Linked DNA regions of Arachis hypogaea: regions 2 and 3 are each linked to region 1. A link is a contact called in public Hi-C data. All regions are on one chromosome and are shown on one strand. The core of a region is the stretch at or near the end of the contact, and the rest is flanking DNA. Distances in the headings are between cores, read along the strand shown. Region 1 holds the start of LOC140176850. Region 2 holds the start of LOC112741774. Region 3 holds the start of LOC112741765 (dolichyl-diphosphooligosaccharide--protein glycosyltransferase subunit 4A).

Region 1 (4,908 bases), core at 294-2,793:
ATAGATGAGGCTTTAACCATTTTGACCCAAGAAAAAAATTCACCGTCTTGAGCCATTTACCACAAAACAAAAACTCTCGTATGCCCAAAGTAGAACGAAACATTTGACGGCCCCCTACTCCATTAAGTATACATTTTCAGACCAAAAAAAAAATAATAATAACTATAACAAATGTTACCAAAAAATAATAATAACTATAGCAATAATAGCAACTGTACATTTATCACTTTTTTCCTTTTATTGAGATTCCCAAATTCAAATATCTGGCTTTGGAATTAAATTTAGTCCAGTGCCATCTTATCTTATGTATATATCGTAAAATAATCTCATTTAGATACAATTTTTTGATGAAGTAATTTTAAAATTAAAGAAAGGTAAAATATCATGCCAACTTAAAATTAATTTTATTAGCGAATTTTATGATCAAAATTTTTATTCAAATAATAACTAATGTTTTTGGGTCATGAAATAATAACTAATTTAAAATACATTTGTATACTCATCGATAGTGCTCCAAAAACAATTAGACCAAAAGAACTGTGCTACATGTAATGTAGGCCTAATAGATGAGGCCTCACATACACCTAGTTCAACAAGGGCTCAATTAAAAAATATCTGACTTTTGGTCCATGCATGTAGAATCTAACCAGTCACACCAGCCTTGCAGGATAGGTTGGTTAAGGTCCAGACATGATCCACCCTGTCCAAAAAAAAAAAGATATCATCCACACATGGCCGATCTGGCTTGTTAAGCAAGTTACCTCCAAGCACACAAGGCCTTGGTTTAATGATGGGTCTAATGGTCATCATATATGCCTTGCAGCAAGTGTACTCGGGTTTGAGATTTGGCTAGACCAAGTAGTGAATGATCCAAATCCTAATAATCTTTAAGTATTAAGATTTGAATTCTCTAAATTTTGAATTTCATTTTAGAAAGTAAAATGTGATTTTTAATCATTTATTTTATAAGTGGGACAAAAAAAAAATATGAGAGAGAAATCAGTTAAGGGTAAGAGATCATACTTTATTTTTTAAAATAAAAATTCAAAATTTAGAGGATCCAAATTCTAAGTATTATACGTGTGAGTATAGTGTGGGTGAATTTGTAACGTTTAAAATAAGAGATTGTCTAATCTATTTAACAAAAAAAAAAAGTAATCTCAAAGTTCTCAATGCAAGAATCTCATCCCGGCCTAAGCAAGATTTTCACAAGACATGATTATTATTTTTTAGACTTAATCCTCAAGTAAGATAAAACTCTAGTGACTACTTAACCTTCAAATTACTAACTTAGATATCATAGTATATTAACAACATGTAAATAATCCATAATCTAACTTAACCTAAGTTTTGTCTAATCTAATAAAAAAGAAATTCACAATTAGACCTTTTTGAAAATTTTTATTAATTAATAGGCCATTTTTAAGCTCATTAAAAAGTCCAATTAATTTTGAAAACCTCAAGTCGTGGAATGTAAGGGGGTTGAGGGGGGATGGAAAGTTGAGAATGGTAAAGGACCTAAGGAATAAACATAGACTACAAATGTTAGGTTTGATCGAAACTAAAAGGCAGATAGTGACGAGATTTGATGTTGCCAGAATTTGGGGACAAGGTAGTCCAGGTTGGGAATATGTAGGGTCTGACGGGGCGTCTGGTGGACTACTGCTAATGTGGGATGAGGAGATGTTCAGATTAAATAACTGTTATAAGGGAGAGAGGTGGTTGTGTGTTGAGGGAGTTATTTTAAAAAGTAGCTTCAACTGTGCGTTTGTCTTGGTCTATGGTGCACATGATAGAGATGAGAAGATTCAGGTATGGGAGGAGCTGAGTTATATAGCGGGGTTATGTCAGGTTCCGTGCTGTTTTATGGGAGATTTCAATGAAATAGTACATATAGAGGAACGAAGAGGCACTACTGGGCTGACACGGTCTGCGGAAGATTTTAAGCTTTGGATACAGGACATGAACTTAGTGGACTTGCCGCTCACTGATCGGAAGTTTACATGGTTTCGAGGATGTTCATGCAGTCGCATAGATAGAGTATTGGTTAGCTTGGAGTGGTTAGAAGAGTACCCAGAGGCACACATGAGAGGTGGACCAAGGGGTTTGTCAGATCATTGCCCGCTAATAGTGGAGGGTAGGAGGCTGAGAGGTGGTCCCAGGCTGTTCCGGAGCCTTGATTCATGGTTTACACATGAGGGATTTCGCAGAATGGTGAAGGAGGAATGGAGAGGATTGGGAGAGCTACAATTCATAGATAAATTGAAGGCGCTGACAGAACCACTGACAAGATGGAATAAGGCAAATTTTGGTGACATGGATAACAAGATTATAAAGTTTGAGGAAGAGATCAAGAGGATTGATGATATGGTCAGCAATGGAGTATATGATGGAACATTGGAGGCTAGAAGAAAGGCATTGGTTAAGTGCTGTGAGCGATGGTATGTGAGGAAAGAAGTACATTGGAAGTAGATGTCGCGGTCTAGACACGTGAATGATATGGACAGAAATACAAGATACTTCCACAATATAGCTTCAGCTAGAAGGCGGAACAATAGGATTGATAATCTGGTTATCAACGGTAGGTTGGTTCGGAATCAGGCTAGAATAAAGGTTGCTATCAGAGAGTTTTATAAGGACTTATACCATCAGGAAGACTCTCCTATGATGGGGTTCAGGGATGGCCTGGTGGTTCGAATAGGTGAGGAGGATGCTATGGCTCTAGAAGTGATACCCTCGCCAGAGGAAATCAGAGAGGCCGTCTGGGACTGTGAGTCCTCCAAAGCGCCAGGGTGTGACGGATACAACATGAACTTCATCAAGCGATGTTGGGATGAGATTGGCCCTGAATTCACAGCTGCAGTGATGGGGTTTTTCCAGACGGCCAGGTTGCCGAAGGATGCCAATATCACTTGGGTGGCGTTGGCACCTAAATTCATAGGTGCGAAGGAGATTAAAGACTTGCGACCTATCAGTATGGTGGGGTGTGTGTATAAGGTTATCTCAAAGGTGCTAGTTAGGAGGATGAGGTCAGTGATGCCAGCATTGGTAGGAGAGACTCAGAGTGCGTTTGTACAGGGAAGGAAAATCTATGATGGGGCGCTTATTGCGTGTGAAACAGTCAGTTGGCTTAAACTGAGGAAAAAAGAGGCTGCCCTAATTAAGCTTGACTTCCAAAAAGCATATGACAGGGTTAAGTGGAGCTTTGTAAACATTGTTCTGCAGAAGATGGGTTTTGGGCATACATGGAGAGCATGGGTGATGGAGTGTGTAGCCACTGCGTCTATGTCGGTACTGATAAAATGGATCGCCATCTAAGCCTTTCAATATGGAAAGAGGGTTGAGACAAGGGGACCCACTATCTCCGTTCCTGTTTGTATTGGTGGTGGATGTGTTGCATCGAATGATTGGAGAGGCAGTCAGAAATGGTCGTATATCACCATTACTGGTTGGTAGAGATAGTGTAGCATTGTCACATCTTCAGTTTGCTGATGACACTATTCTCTTTTGCCCACCAGAAGAGGAGACTATAAAGAATTACAAGAGGCTTCTGAGAGTCTTCGAGTTGATGTCAGGCCTGAGTATCAATTTTGATAAGTCTAGTTTGATTCCAATTAATTGTGAGGAGCAATGGATCGATCGTATGTGTAACTTACTGGGATGTAAGGGGGATGCCCTCCCAGTCAAATACCTTGGAATATCTCTAGGAGCTAATCCGAGGTTGGTGAAGACATGGAAGCCTATCATAGATAAGGTGGAGGAGAAACTCAGCCTGTGGAAGGCCAAGGTGCTAAACAAAGCTGGGAAGTTGGTTCTTATCAAATCTGTGTTGAACAGTCTGCCAGTGTACTATTTGAGCTTGTTCAAGATGCCGAAAGCTGTTGCTGAGAAACTGATTTCGTTGCAGAGAAGATTCCTGTGGAGCTCAGAAGAGGGTAGGACTGGTATGGCATTAGTAAGGTGGGAAGTGGTACAGGCACCGAAGAAGTTAGGTGGGCTGGGAGTTGGGGATGCTGTGGTTCGCAACACAGCGCTGCTGTTTAAGTGGTGGTGGCGATTTGCTAAGGAGGATTGCCCACTGTGGAAAAAGGTTGTAGTTTCTTGTCATAACCTAAACCCTAATGAGCCTCTGTTGACTCATAACCCGCCTACTAGAGGAGGACCATGGAAGGATATCTGCCAGTTACACATCAGGAACCAACCTTTAAGGGATAAGATGATCACAGGCCTGTCCATGGAGGTTGGGGATGGGTGTAGGACACGATTTTGGGAGGATGCATGGGTGCTTGGTGGACCTCTGAAGAACCGGTTCCCGAGGCTTTTCTCTATTTCAAACCAGTGTGGATCCTTTATAGGGGACTGTGGGTTTTGGGATGGGTTTGAGTGGATTTGGAACTTCCAATGGAGGCGAGAGCTCTTCCAATGGGAGTTGGAACTCCTGAGTGCGTTGCATGAGATTTTGAGACCTGTGAAATTAGTTCATAACAGAGAGGATAGAGTGGTGTGGAAATATGATAGGCGAGGTGTTTTTACAACTAACTCATTTGTGCAGGTGATGCAGGAGGAACTGATACCAGCGGAGGTAACTAGTTATAGCTTTGCCAGAACTGTCTGGAAGGGGTTGGTCCCGCCTAGAGTGGAGCTGTTTGTCTGGTTTGTTCTGATAGGAAGAGTGAATACAAAGGACAGGTTAAGCCGGTTTGGAATCATCAGTCAAGAAGATGTTTCTTGTGTTATTTGTAACAACGAGGTGGAGGATGTACATCACTTGTTTTTAGGGTGTGTATTCGCCTGGCAGGTATGGAGTGCTTGGATCTCAGCCTTTGGCCGACGGTGGTCTTACCCGGGATCGATGAAAGAACACTTTCTTAGTTGGACAGAAGAACCGAGGAGAAAGGAAGAGCGTAA
Region 2 (4,799 bases), core at 122-2,621, 410 kb after region 1:
AAATATAAAATAAATTAAAAATATGTGAAATAATATATTTATATATATGATTAATTTAATAATTAATTTTTTATAATATAATATTTTTTATTAGAAACATAATAAAATTAAACTTTATTCAAAAAGCAAAAGTTACTTGTAATTATGTAACAATTATATAAAATAAGAGAAATGTGTATTATTTATATACAAGATAGGCTCCACATAACATACACAAATTACACGTCCTTTTCTATTTGATATTGTTTCATGTATAATTGTCAAAACTAATTGTTTATGGGAACATTTTTTATTTAAAAAAAAAACATCTTTACACAAAAATATTTTGTGTATACCACAAAATTAGTAATCAAACAACGAAAATCTATTTTTCGTTTATCATCAACTTAATTCAAATTATAATAAAAATAAATTCCATATTTATAATAAAACATTTATATCCACTGATCAAGGAGTAGTGTTCGGATAGCACTCTAAAAACTATTTTTGTAATGGACTTAGCTAATTTGTTATCTATGACTACATTTTAAAAATAAGAAAAAATTCGAAGACCAATAACTTTAATTTGTTTAATATTTTTAATAAAAAATCCAACACTTTTAATTTAATAATTTAATATTATAATTGTTAATTAATAATTTTGGATATTGCTAGCCTTATAGTATTATTCTTAGATATATAATAATAAAATTTTCTTACAATCTTTTATGTATTTAATATATTAAAAATGTAAAATTATTAGTAAATATTTTGAGTTAAGTTTTACTTTAGTCTCTGAGATTGGCGAATTGTATCGATTTGGTTCCTGACTTTTTAATTTCTACAATTTGGTCTTCCAAATTAAAAAAGTGCACCAATATAGTCCATCTTCAATGCTGCTAGTGAGATAACTTAAGTCTTCCTGTGTTGAACATATTAAAATGATGTTGTACACATTTTGACGCTAAAACAGCACTAAATAATATCATTTCAGGATTTGAACAATATTAAAAGGGAGGCGTATAACGTTTTAGCATTCATTCAAACCCTCAAACGACGTTATTTAGTATCTTCTTTAGCGCAAAATATATACCACATCGTTTTAATATATCTAGAGTGACAAGGCTTGAGCTATGCTACTAACTATGTTGAGTTTTTGGCCACAGAAAATACACAAAAGACTATATTAATGTATTTTTTTAATCTAAAGAATTAAATTGTGACAATTAAAAAATAAGAGACCAAATCACTACAACTTGCCAAAAATAAAAATGGGGTTTAACTCTAAATATTTCTTTTTATAATATTCTAAAAATGTGTTTTCAAAAATTACAAGAAATTAAATAATATGAAAAAGAATAATAATAAAATTTTAAGGAGAGAGAGACACTGAATAAAGGTAAGATGAGTAGTGAGTTAAGGATACACCGTCACCGTAAGCAAACGGTGGTCCAAAAAAGTGGTGGTATCCAGTGCAGGCATTAACCTGCGAGCCCGTCCTTTTAATGAGACGCTCACTGACGCCCTTTCTTCTCTCTCTTTCCGCTCAAGTCTCATCTCCTTTTCCACTTGATCACTTATCACCACTCACTACTTCCCTTTTCTTTTTCTCTCTTTGTAGATTTTATGTTGCTCTTCTTCTTCTCCTTCTTCGTTCACTTTTGACGAGTCTAACCAAGAAGTAGAAAATTAGGGTTCTTATTTTCCGCCCACGTAAATATTAAAATAATATTATTCTGATTAAGAAAAAAAGAAAGAAAATAGGGGAAAATATTGTGGGAGAGAGTGGTTGTTGACAACATGGTTGTCGATGATATGGTGAAGAGCATCATCGTCGGCTACGGAGGTTACTCTTCTTCTTCTCGATTCTCCGATGCTTATCCCAAAAGGTAAACCCTTTTGACCATCTCTCTCTTCTTCTTCGGTCTTTTCTCTCTCGCTCGCCTTTTCAATTTCTAGTTTTCATGGATTTGATGGTTTTGATTCAGTGCTTTTCACCTGATTTTGGAGGATTTATGGAGATGCGTGCAATATTAGGGTTAGATAATTTAATTCTCCTATAGCGTTTTCCTAAAATCTCTTCCTCTCTCGCTGAGATTGAAGAGATACATAAGTATAGAAGATATATTTGTGTTCACTCTGTTTATTTTATTAGATATATGTTCAAATTATTTATTTATTCTTAAGGAAGAAGGAAAAGGAAAGGGAAAAAATTACAGAATTTTTTATTTGTTTTGTTGGATAGGTTGGATTTGTTGATTTTTTTTTCCATTTTCTGTCAATTCAATTTTTATAAATCTAGGGTTTTGATGGAGGGGAGATATAGTGGGGATTGATATGATGAAGGTGTTTATGAGGTTGTTTTGTTGAATTTGTTTTTGGGAATGGCAAAAATGAACACAACACCAGCAATAGAACTCATCAGGGAAATGATGAGGTAGCATGGGCGATTCTTCTTGTCTCGTTTCTTTGTCAATGGAGAATCACCACCCCTCAACGCTCTTGTCAATGGACTCAAGTGCATCTTCTCACGAGGAACTCGATTTGGAGATGAATCGCCAAATCATACTCTCACGCCCGCCGGATATCAACCTGCCCCTCTCCGCCGAGCGCAGCCCACCCCCACCCTCATGGAACTCTGATCCCTGCGATATCTTGGATGTCAGTCTTGGCACGCAAGGGTACGAGACAGAGAGCTTTCTTAATGTGCCCAAAGCTGCAGCAGCCGGAAGGAAGTGTGCTAAGCGAGTCGACAGCATATGGGGTGCTTGGTTCTTCTTCAGTTTTTACTTTAAGCCCTCTTTGAATGATAAGTCTAAGGCCAAGATTGTCAGGGATAGCAATGGTGTTTCAGGGTTTGACAAGTCTGATCTCAAGCTTGATGTTTTCATGGTTCAGCATGACATGGAGAATATGTACATGTGGGTGTTCAAGGAGAGGCCCGAGAATGCGCTAGGTAAAATGCAGCTGAGGAGTTTCATGAATGGGCATTCTCGCCAAGGGGAGCGCCCATTCCCGTTCAGTGTTGACAAGGGTTTCGTGCGGTCTCACAGGATGCAGAGGAAGCATTATAGAGGGCTTTCTAACCCTCAGTGTGTTCATGGCATTGAGGTTGTTCCGTCCCCCAATCTGATGGCCCTTGATGAGGAGGATCGGAAGAGATGGATGGAACTCACTGGACGAGATTTGAACTTCACAATCCCACCTGAAGCAAGCGATTTCAGTTCATGGAGGAATCTTCCCAACACAGACTTTGAGCTTGAGAGGCCGCCTGCCCCAATCAAGGGTGCTCCAAATTCACACCCTAAGAAACTGCTCAATGGATCTGGACTGAATTTGTCAACTCATTTGTCTAACCACAGTAATGGAGATGGATTGGACCTATCTCCGGTCAGCAGCAAAAAGAGGAAGGACTTCTTCCCACATGCAAATGATGAAGAATGCTACTTGGCTGTTAATCCTCCAGCTGAACGGATTCCAGATATAGAGATGCACCCCCCAAACGAGCCAAACTGGTTGAATGACTTTACTGGGGTGATAAAGAGTGTCTATGGACCTGTTACTGCTGCAAAAACGATCTATGAAGATGATCAAGGCTATTTAATTATCATAAGCTTGCCCTTTGTAGATCTTCCAAGTGTGAAAGTTTCTTGGAGGAACACTCTGACTCATGGCATCATAAAGGTTTCTTGTTTGAGCACATCGCGAAAACCGTTCATTAAGAGGCATGACAGGACATTCAAGCTCACAGATCCATCATCGGAGCACTGTCCTCCCGGTGAGTTCGTCCGTGAGATCCCTCTTTCGACGAGAATCCCTGAAGATGCCAACATTGAAGCATACTATGATGGGCCAGGTTCAGCACTTGAGATCATGGTGCCAAAGCATCGGGTAGGACCTGAAGAGCATGAAGTCCGGGTTTGCCTACGCCCTCATCTGGGAGGGAATGATCTTATGTTAACTTGAAGATAGGCACTTCTATTTAAAAGAAAAGAAAAAAAAGAAAATACTATTATTGTTATTATTAGGAATGCTAGTATGGTGCGTTTATGATTGTTTTTTTCTAACTTTGTACCATACAGTGTTTTATCTGTAATAGAAAATGTGCGTCTTACATTTTACATATAGCACTAGCAATTTTTAGCTCACTGAATGCCCTGGTTCTTTTTGTGTTCCGGTGCATTTCTAAGCTTTTGATTGTAAGCGATTATTAATCCGAACAGAGCCGGTTCTGTTCATTTATAAGATATTATCAATTATCAATAATCATAACAATCATACCTTTGGTATAAGTGACCAAAGGATTCTTTATCTATGCCTTTGTTATGTTTCTTAGATGTATTCAATATGGTTTATGGTATATGATGCGATACGATGATGATGTAGAACCTGCGTATCACTTAGAAAAAGGTCTCTGCTATTTATATTAATGTTATTATATTTTATAGATGCAGATACAAGGTATGTGACCACTTGTTATACAAAACTAATTCTAGTTTTAGTAAATTGTATTATATGACCAAGTGGGGGGTTAATGGGTTATTGTCTTCTCCCAGGGAATATTTGTTTCTAAAAAGATTCAATAATTGAGTTAACTTTCTACGGAGACAATCAAAATTTTCCTATTCAGCTGCGCTACTTTATGCGTACCATATGAATTTTGGAGTCTTTTTTGTTATGGGATTAATGGATGATGGTCTTACCAATCTTTTATGGTGTCCACACTTTTTCTAACATAAATTTTAATTTTAATTTTAATAATACCTTATGTTTCTAAATTATTAAGGAATCTAGGCAATAAGATAAGTCAAGAACAATTG
Region 3 (4,444 bases), core at 1,615-4,114, 490 kb after region 1:
TTGGATAGAGTTTTGAAAAAAAACTTATTTTTTTCATTTTTTAAAAAAGAATTTTTTTAACAGATAAAAATTATTTTACATTTGAATATATTTTTTGAAAAGAGTATTCAAGTATTAAAAACGTCTTTTGCTTCTACTTTTTTTTTTTAAATAAGGTATTGATAGCTTTTAGAAAAAATAAATAATTTACTTTTCTTAATAAAAGTACTATTATCAGACCGACTATGTTTTATAATATAAAGTGTTGAAAGGTCAAAGAAAAGCACAAACATAAGTCAAATGTGTCATAGATAAAAATGTTGAGATGGATGAGTGGTCATACGTGATTGGATAAAATAAGAAACCAAAATATAAGAGAAAGGGTTAGAGCAACACTTATTGTAAAAAAGATGGTAGTATCACGTCTTAGATAATTTATACATGTAAGAAGAAGACTGACAAAACAACCAGTTAGAAGGGTGGATAAAATAGAAGATGGATAAAAGGTAAAAGGCAGAAAAAACCTAGAAAAACCATCCATGAAGTGGTCAAACAAGATCTATATATAAACGATCTCTCTATAAACATGATACTTAATAGAACTCAATGATATTATTTAATCCATTTAGCTGACCCACCTACACCTAGTGCGACAAAACTTTGTTGGTATTGTTGTTTTTCACTTAAACAAATCAATCCAAACCAACACTAAATAGATTAAGCCTGTCAGCACTTTTTTTCCGTGCAAGGGTTAGCTGCCGGTGTAAAGTGTTAACTCGAAATTGTCCAATATTTTTATTGGAAAATTTATTATTACTCCATCGAAGATGTGATTATAACCCTTTGAAGTATTATAACTCTTTCATTCCATCCAAAATCAAAACTCACATACATATATGATACATACCTTTCATAATTCAAATTCAGTCTAATGCATGCATTATTGAGATGCTTAGTCTCTATGATTTATGGTACATGTCTTTAACTTTTTCTAGCACATTCAGTGAATCATCATGACTCAAGACACTCAAAAATTAGTAGATGAGGTGATATCAATGATATCCTTAAAGGCCAACAGAATCTTTATTGGAATTTGATTGATGTGAGACACAAACAAGATCTAGACTCAGGTAAAAACTACTAAGATTTTATGATCCCACAAATCATGCAAACTTTAACAAAATCAATTGTAAGATCAAAGATTAACTAACCAACCATGCAAAACAAGTATAAAATACATATTGAAATACAAAATACACATTGAAAACAAGTTAAATAAATATATATTTATACACAAATATTTTTGTGACTAATTTTTGAAATGTACGCAGCATTTTTGTTAACCAAAACATACTGAGAACAAAATTTCCTGATATAACTATAGGAAAGCTATAGTGTGCAGAACATGCAAATGTTGCAAGAAAATACTAAACTTTAAATTATAAATATCATAATATGATGATAACAACGACCGAGTCTTATCCTCTAGGAACGAATGGCTATAAAGATCAAATGATATCATAATATCATATTGTAAATATATGGAATAATTAATGTACAATAGTGCAGACACCTTCAGTGGGAAGAGATCCTCTCTATTTAATTTTTACTTGACAATGTAAAGTTTGATCTCTCAATAAAAAATCTCTATAAAATTCATGGTAAAATATCACACGTAATATTGTCAAGTGAAAACTAAATTAAGAAGATCTATTCCCATTTCTGGGTGAGTCTGTGCCTCCATGCCCAACCACAAACACATCTGCATGTTTTCTTCCTCATCTTATTCTCCTCTTTAATTACTCCCTCAACTAAGATCCCCCTTCTATCTCTAGAACTAGAAGACACCTTCTCCACTTCCCTCTCCTAAACAAAATTTGAAACTCCATTGTGTTCCATATTCCAAAACCCTTTATTACTTTGCACATGACCTGCTGTGTTTCACTTTATTTTTATTAACTACAGAACAACATGCTTAGTGAGACTATGGGAGGCATACCAAAGCTAAAGGATGTGCCTTACTATTTAACTAATAACTAGTGGACTGCATATAGTATAAAAGCATTCTATTTTCCAATTGAAGAAAATTAATTCAGCTCCATTATGTGATATGTGTACTGCCACAAAGTTCTAAGACTTCTGATCTCATAATAAAAGAGAAAAAATAAACCAAAATAATGTAAAAAATAAAAAAAATAAACACTAAACGAAACATCAAAAACTCTTAATGAAGAAACTTATATAAATCTCTAGTGTAACATTCACGGCATTTGACAAACATCACATAATGAGGTGCCAACTTAACATAAGACTAAACTAAACTACTTTTTCCAATTTTAAAATCAGTTATCAAACTATAAAGGATAAATCTTATTAGGCTTCAAGAACACTTGAGTAAAATAGGAAACAGAACTTATGTATATCGCTAAAGCCAATTACTGGGGAAAGCTTTACCCTAAATTTGTTTATCAATATTATATTGCTCAAGCCATTATTGCACCAAATTCAGTAGCAGTGGAGCACATAATCTAGCAAATTCATCTACCACGGTTTCATTATCTTCTTTTATGATTTATGAAAGTTTCTTACTTGCAGAAACCTTGGAAGCTCAGATATATATAACAAAAATTGTAGTGTCAATGAAGTCTTTGATAAGATATAGCAGTAAGCTCACATCACATGCTCAAAATGAAGTTCATTTCTATATCAACTTAACTTCCATTAGAAAAATAGCTAAGTCTACAACATGAAAATCACAACCACACAGTACCCTAGTTCCCTTCATACTTTGGATCAGCCATAACAAAATGGTAAGCTATCACCAATACAAAGATGAAGATGCCAAGGAAATTGGCAAAGAAACCCAGATCTTGATCATCAATCATCTGTAGCAGGAAGCAAAAACAAATTCATGTCATTACCATGGTTTTGGGCATCAAAATAGATATCTTATTCTTTTCCAACTGAAAGCACGTACAATTTGAACTGTGAATCTCTTATAGTGAACACTGAATTAAGGAAAAATTTAATTAATATTGATTCCTAAAACATGATCATATGGACCCCATCGATATATCAGAATTCAGAAATTAGAATCTTCTAACCTAACAAATCACACTAAATTATAACAAAATCAGAAAGCAGGTTGTTGCTTAGCAGTTTAAATCTACAATGCTCACGAACATTACAATAGAATAAAATGATATTGTTTATGACATTCACATCTTCAGGCTTCAACCTAAATCACATTTGTGAAAAAAATCATTCTAATTAGTGTTTCATATGATTAATTAATCAAGAAATTGGCGCTAATTCTCTAACTACACATAACTCCATAACCAAAAAAAAAATCAAGAACAAAAAATCAGCTTACAAATTTGTGGCTCTTCGTTAATAAATTCCAAAAAGCAAAAAAGAAATCAAAAATAAAATCAAAGGAAGAAACGGTAACAAGTAACAAAACCAGATCTGAAACTTAATAGAGAAGCATAAAGCCAGAATGAATATTGGGATTCGGAATCGGCAATGTCAAAGACTAAAGAGGCTGAGTTTAATTGAAAACGAAAATTGGGGATAAGGTCACAGAGAAGAGAAGACGTTGAAAATGAGAGGTAACCTTAGGATGCTGCAGATGGCTTCGGTCTCACTGTGTTGTGCTTCGTCAGTGTGTGCCAAACCCTGGTACCTTCTGTTAAGTGTTAACCCCAAAAACTCAATAATACCAATTACCAAACACGGAAATAAGGGCTTGTTTGGATGAGCTTTTAAGAAAAGGTCTTTTTTTAAGTTATTTTTTTTTAAAAGATCTTATAAAGAAGTAAAAGTAATTTTATGTTTGGATATCTCATGTAAAAAGGTCTTTTTATTTATCAATTATGTTTGGGTATAATAATATAAAAGTATTTTTTTGTTTATTTATTACATGAAAAACATCTTTTTTTCTTAAAAAAAAGATGTAAATTACAGCTTCTAGAAAAAGATCTTTTTTTTTATTTTACTAGTGCTTTTACTTTTACTATTAGAAATTTGTCAAACACATTAAAAAATAAAAAAAGATCCTTTTTCATTGAAAAAAGATTTTTTTGAACAAAATAATGGCGCCCAAACATGCACTAAGACGACTAAATCGCATTAGCCTCTCATATGTTTTATTTTTTAAAGGAAAAAAATATAACACTTTTTAAAAAATATGTGTATTAATTTTTGAAGTGTTTGGATATAATTTGAGGGAAAAATCATTTAATTAGAAGAGATAATTTATTTGTCTTTCTTTTAAGAAGAAAAAAAACTTTTCCTATTATAATAATAATAATAATAATAATAATAATAATAATAATAATAATAATTATTATTATTATTATTATTATTATTATTATTATTATTATTAATTAAAAAAGATTACGATTTATATCAAAAAAAAAGATAAGAATATCAATAAAATTGTCCATAATAGACTTTTGCTAAT

What was found. A called contact is a pair of places that touch in the nucleus more often than the background predicts.
Region 2: a contact with region 1 is called in a Hi-C map of an unstated tissue, with 5 times the contacts expected there. The contact joins the promoter of LOC112741774 here to the promoter of LOC140176850 in region 1. A contact is called at or near these places in 4 of 8 Hi-C or Micro-C datasets (leaf and an unstated tissue).
Region 3: a contact with region 1 is called in a Hi-C map of leaf, with 2.3 times the contacts expected there. The contact joins the promoter of LOC112741765 here to the promoter of LOC140176850 in region 1. A contact is called at or near these places in 2 of 8 Hi-C or Micro-C datasets (leaf and an unstated tissue).

The regions. Positions count from the first base shown.
Region 1 is chr2:24,638,886-24,643,793 of arahy.Tifrunner.gnm2.J5K5, reverse strand. It overlaps LOC140176850, which reads left to right and starts at 1,543. Exons shown (of 1, transcript XM_072208404.1): 1 at 1,543-2,472. The coding sequence starts at 1,543. The coding sequence ends at 2,472.
Region 2 is chr2:24,225,736-24,230,534 of arahy.Tifrunner.gnm2.J5K5, reverse strand. It overlaps LOC112741774, which reads left to right and starts at 1,371. Exons shown (of 2, transcript XM_025790877.3): 1 at 1,371-1,868; 2 at 2,282-4,292. The coding sequence starts at 2,422. The coding sequence ends at 3,945.
Region 3 is chr2:24,152,693-24,157,136 of arahy.Tifrunner.gnm2.J5K5, reverse strand. LOC112741765 (dolichyl-diphosphooligosaccharide--protein glycosyltransferase subunit 4A) reads right to left here and starts at 2,864. Exons shown (of 1, transcript XM_025790867.3): 1 at 2,608-2,864. The coding sequence starts at 2,864. The coding sequence ends at 2,751.